Linked DNA regions of Siniperca chuatsi: region 1 is linked to region 2. Evidence: chromatin contacts called from public Hi-C data. All regions are on one chromosome and are shown on one strand. Each heading gives the region's core, a stretch centred on a gene start, on an enhancer-like site or on the middle of the called end of the contact. The rest is flanking DNA. Distances are from core to core; before and after follow the strand shown.

Region 1 (2,887 bases), core at 265-2,764, 40 kb after region 2:
AATCCTCAGAAAAATCCTCAATAAAGTTTGACCTCCATTTTCATCTGGGATGTAGTTAGAAAAAAGTACTGAGATGGTAGGCCCAGAATGCAAGCAAACATGTTGAGAAAGACATTTTAAAGCATGCTGGCCCTGAAACATTTGCACTGCAGGATGTCAGTAAAGATGAGTCAAAATATATGCTACTGATATATGCAGAAAATGTACTGCCTGTGTCTACACTATCAGAATGAACTGTGGATAAGAGAGGGGGGGAAAAAAGTTGCTTGTGCTCACTGAAAGTTGAAGCTTTGTTGCTTACCTTGCAGGAGAAAGCCACGGTCCTGGTGAGGGAGTCGATCCTCTCGCTATACTCGGTGAATTTCTTCTGATATTTCAGAGCTGTCATCTGCAGCTCGCTGTGCACGGCGGAAAGTTGTGCCAGGAGTGACTTCTCCCTCTTGTTGGCTTTAATAGTCTGCTTCTTGAACTCTCTATCCAGGCTGACAATTTTGCAGTGCAGCGCGCTGTTGTGCGCCTTCAGAGCGATCAGGCAGCAGTGGCTGTTTAATTTCTGCTCTTTATGGGTGAGCATCAATCCGCAGCCGCTCTCGCATATCCCCACCGGTCTGTAGTCGCACGTCTCCCGCATATGAGCATCCATGTCCCTCAGGTTAAGCACCTCGTTGCATCCTTTATTCCTGCACTTCGCCGGGGAGTAGTCGCACATCTCGGCATGCTCGGCCAGATGCTGCAGCTTCACCACCGCATCGCAGCCCCTCGCGTGGTTGTCACATTTGATCTCCAGCTTCAGGATGAGGTTTTTAAGAGGCAGGACGTGGTTCAGCTCTTTGGCGGAGATCCGCTGACATTTGACGGGGCAGCTGCTCTGCTGGACGACCCAGGGCAGCACGCAGCCGGAGCAGAAGACGTGACCGCACGGAGTCGTCAGCGGGTCCTCCAAGACTTTGTTGCACAAGTTGCATTTGAAATCCGGGTCCACGGTCCCCTTGAAGCGGTCCAGCTCGAATCCCATGGTTTTGAAAGTCCAATTCCAAACTTGTTGACTCCCCACCCCCGCAGATCTGAGTCGGAGCAGTGAGGGGTTTTTAGCTGGTCATTGGTGGAACGCTCACAGACCGACTACAAGCTCTCTTCACTGTCTAAACTTAACTAATTGACCGAGACTTTTGGTGCCTTCAAGTACACCTCGTAAGCCTATTATTTCAAGTCAGAAAAGATATAGGCCTAAGGCTAAAATAGAATTACTTTACTTAACTTTTCAAGTAGAAACAACATTGTTGTAGAAATGCAAAATGAAAAAGACAAACTCTGGATAAAGTTGATTGTTATTAAAGGTTATGACATCTAAAAGTTAGAAGTTAAAAATGAAAATATAAAGCTACAGTAGTAGTCTATTATGCGATATGCCGAAATTGTATTCTCTATTAATGACACTACACACGTGGTCTTTGTCATAAAAATATCAAATTCAAAGTCTCTCACACGCTGTTCACGTGACCTAAACCTGTAAATGCAACGATCCTGACCGTCTCTGAAGGCAGCATTTCTAGGGGCGAAATTGTGGAGGAATACTCTACCGTAAGTACTCTATTAACTGCGCATATGAGGTTTAGATTTTGGCATGAAAATAATTTTTGCTGTCAAAATAAAAAAGTTTTATGCAGAATAGAAGTAGCTTAGCTCATCCATCTACTTGTAACCACTGAACACCCCATGGTTGTGATTTACTGGTTCAAAATATGGGCAGATTAAAACTTTTTGAGACTAATGTGAGACGTTATAAACTTGACCTACTGTAGAGGGCCCTTATTTGTTTTCATCCATAGTCTGGAATTTTGATGCAGCCTACATACTGTGAAGGGACAACAATATAATTTGACAATGCAGATAAAGTCTATCATGGAGCCCTATATCTATATTCCCCACCTGAATATTTGTGATAAACAGCAAAATTCCACTACATAAATGTGATTAGACAAGGTGACATGACAGTTAGATATTTACAACACGGTGGGTGAGCGTTCAGGCATGCGCAACACTTGTGAAAACAAGCAACTTTGGAAGGACATTACGAGTACAACCACAAACAAGACTGTCAAGTTACAACACACTTTGAGTGAGGAGGAGACCAGGTAAAAGTTGGGAAAATCAACCTGGATCACAATGTGTGGAATGAAAATGAATATTTGAGGCACCACAGAGGGATTCGTGTTTAAACACACCTCTCACCACACTCCTTACATAAAGACAGCATGGTATTACACTGTTTTACCACTTTGACACTTCATTTGACTGCATTTTCAAGCAGGAGGCCCTATAGTACTGAATGTATTTGAATTGTAAATGAAACTCCAGTGAGCACACTGGATGTGCTCAGTGAAGGAAAAGAAAAGCCTCTGCTGTACAGGCAGAAACACACAGCCTTCAGTGGTTCTGACCCTGCCTTGATTAGATACCCATTCCTACAGGTTGCCTCCTCTTTCGGAAATCCAGTTTTATGCAATGCCATGCTCAATAAAACCTTTCCATATGTGCATTATCCAGAACTAAAAACAAGGGCTTATCAAAGACTTAATGGACAAAGTGTGACAGAGAGAGGCTGAGCTTGCGGGTAATCCTACACTGATGTTATGGGTTGTCTTAGATGGGGTGGAAGAAAAACTGTGCAGTCACGTCAAAGGTCCTTGTACTGTGTATATACAGCCTGTTTCATACTCACTGTACGATAACATATTTTTCTTAGCAGGTACTCTTTAGGTCATGGCTTGATATTTTTAAAATAACCTTTAAAGAGATAAGAAATGTTTAAACAGATGTGGAAAAATGAACGGATGAAAAATGAAAGAGAGAGATGGTGTTTTACTTTAACACCTGTTTCTTCGGT
Region 2 (3,094 bases), core at 450-2,949:
AACTATTACCTGAACTTTTGCTACAAGACTGTATAAGGCTGATAAATAGAGTTTTAGGAACATTTGTGATGTTTAACTCTTGAGTCTCATTTTGAGTAATTGTGGTTTAAAATTGCACACATACTTCCCACCTACAAATCAAAATCTTAACATACTGTATACGTTATACTCTTAAGTTCTAGACCACCAACTAAATTTCCACTGTATACATAAAACAGACAGAGGGTGGTTTCATTGCCAATTTTCTTTGTGTTCATTCTGACAACACAGAAAAATTAGAGAATAAAAAAAATCTGAATGCACTGACAGACTACATTGAACAACTGTCCATCTGATTCTGCAGTGTGCAAACAACAGTTCAAGCAGAGGTAATGAGAATAGTGAGATGTCTTATCAGAGCTTCTGATGTGGAAAGTCTGACCAGCATTTAAAATCAGCAAATAACTAATAATTGCGGACAGGCTCATTCAGGTCTTTGAGGTTCACATCTTTTTCCATCAAAGAATACGGGCCGAAGAGTATCTGTTTACAAGCTATTACTCACTTCCCTTTCTTGCTGGCTTGTTGTCCACATTGTGCTATCTTTTTCTGTAATTGCGCCTTATTATGCCGCAGCGATAAGGAAACGATGAAACAGGGACACCGCCTCTCATGTAAACATTTGGATGTGATTTTGGCTAATGTGTGTCTGTGTGTTTGCTGGGGGGTGTAAACCTCCGACGGGAGACGAGCCGCGACCTTCTCGACAACAACTGAGGAGAACAGACAGCATGGAGTCTCTGCAGCTGTTTCTCCGCGGCTGCAGAGGGGAGCTTTTAATTGAATGTGAATGCAAGTTGCAAAAGCTTTTAATATGGCCTTGGCTGGAGAGACACTGGAGGGTGGTGTGGGGGGGGGCTTACCTGGGGGCGGGGTTCATCCCCCCCCCTTTTTCAGCAGCCCACACATCACACGCCTCTAATTACTAGCCATGGGAAAGCTGGGAAAACACCAACATTTTTTTCAACGCGCAACAACAAGACATTGTGATGTGCAAAGATCAAGCTGTAACATCCGCTGAGCACGAAATCAAATTAGGAAGCACAGACAGAAAAAAATAAAAATGCAGAGAAGGATAAAAAAGGAAGCTCAGCTGTATCCTTGCGTAATGAATGGAGGGACAGACACGTGGTGGCTCCAGTAAGGCGGGGGGGGGGAACGGACTTGTGGTCAGTGCATGTCGGCTACATTACAAGGCATGTCTATGTATTTATACAGCTATAATTGTGTGATAACTCCATCGGCTGGGTGGGAAGAGTGGTGACGTGGAACAACCAAGGAGGGCCTTGACTCCTCTTTCTGTCTCCCCCACCAATCTCTCCGGAGCACACTAGCACCTCAGTGGAAAACATTGCATGAGGAATAGATGGAAATCCAAGCATAGGGTAATTTTTTGATTCAGTAACTCACAATGCCTGTGCGATTGGCATATGGGTTTCATTTGTGCTGTGCTGTAGGTAAGAGGGGTAGAAGGACAGAGGGAGGTAGAGAGTTAATAGCCTGAGATAACTAAACCTCCATCAATAACTTTGATTCTGGATTTAATGTCCTTGTGGGAAGGGCGCTTCCTTGAAGTGCTCGGCTAACTTCCATGCACTTGTAATAAGTGCAAATGCAGAGCAACAGCCAGTTCTGTTTGCTTTCTTCCTGAAATATGGGACTGTTTAATGTCACTGATGAGCCCAGTTTGTTGTTGTAGCACTCCTCCCCCCCTGCATATGTACACACACATAACCACACAAACACAAGCAGACAGGCGGGGGGAATGCAAGCCTTGTGTACCCATCCATGAAAAGCACACACACTCAGTGATCCTCCACACCACTGGGCTCTGGGACAGAGCACCTTTTCAACTGCAGCAGTAACTCATGGGTTTGCAGTTAAATTGCCTCGGTCCATGGCAGTGGTGTGAGGGCCAAAGGCATGTAAACAGCAGACGACAATGAGCAGACTGACCAGAGTGCACGCTTCTGTCATTCAAACCCTCTTTACAACCCTGTTCCCACAAGCCGCAGAGCTGCGCTGGAAAACAATACACTTACTTTGCATCACTCACATTCAAGCCGAGGGGATAGTGAAGCTCCAAACTGGAGGAAGTGAAAAAAAACCCTGTGCATGAACTCAGTGGAATGCTGCCCTGCTCAACAAAGACAAGCCTTTGAGGAGTTTTGGGGGTTTTCAGTGAAAGCAACATCACTATAAAACTTATCTCTAAAACATGATGCATCGGTCTGTTACAGAGGGAAAAATATCATCTTAAAAGCCTCATGAGGCATTTGTTTGGACCTTTTTAAAATTACATCTGGAGATGTTTAAATGTCATTAAAATATGTGCTGGCTGAATGAGTTGGGCTCAAATTACAGCCCAAAAATGGCTGGCGAAGCATGCAAGTCTTCCATCTATCCTCATCACAACTTTTTTAACACTCACATCACTCTCCCTTTGTGAGCCATCGCACACAGCTTTATCAGTCAAACATTCACACTCCGGCTCCGGTACTGTAAAAACTGGCTTCAGGGGAAAGCAGATAAAGGCCTTGTTTACTTGTAAATTTATGAAGACGAGAGAAGAGGTTTAGAGAAAGAGCGAGGGGAAGAAAGAGAGGTAGTGAAGGTGGGTAGAAATGGTCGGGAGCCTCAGTTCTGTGTGAGTGTCTGTGTGCGGCCCTTGCCAAGAAAAACAAGGCCTGAGCAACGCTGGGATCTGATTTCAGCATGGAGGCATGGCAGGAAACTGGTTCCTCTGGGGGGCAGAGAGCGGGGGCTACACTTAATGTCCTCCCAGAGAAAAGGGAAAGACATTCAGAGACAGAACAACCGTCCTTTTCACTCACCACCCATCCAGCTATGATGGCTGATGTAGAGTCACCATTTGTGTGGGTGGCATATTTTAACCCGTACAGCACGTCATCAGCTCATGCCAGTAACACTTTCACAGTGATCACAGAGTCGGGCACGAGTCCCTGATGCTGATCCTTGTGCCACAGAGAGGTCAGCTCAGTTCAGAGCCTTGTATCTGCATCTGGATCACAACTTCACTGCAGAGGAGCCGGAG

Evidence for each region. A called contact is a pair of places that touch in the nucleus more often than the background predicts.
Region 1: a Hi-C map of skeletal muscle shows a contact between it and region 2, with 3 times the contacts expected there. The contact joins the promoter of pdzrn3b here to the enhancer-like site in region 2. A contact is called at or near these places in 2 of 3 Hi-C or Micro-C datasets (skeletal muscle and an unstated tissue).

What each region holds. Positions count from the first base shown.
Region 1 is chrLG2:28,095,474-28,098,360 of ASM2008510v1, forward strand. It overlaps pdzrn3b (E3 ubiquitin-protein ligase PDZRN3-B), which reads right to left and starts at 1,515. Exons shown (of 10, transcript XM_044168676.1): 1 at 302-1,515. The coding sequence starts at 1,015.
Region 2 is chrLG2:28,055,297-28,058,390 of ASM2008510v1, forward strand. The region is part of intron 3 of pdzrn3b (E3 ubiquitin-protein ligase PDZRN3-B); the gene reads right to left. Among protein-coding and RNA genes, the nearest start is that of pdzrn3b, 40 kb to the right of the region's middle. Within about 2 kb of position 1,700, the one cell type or tissue checked has an H3K27ac peak away from gene starts, as active enhancers do.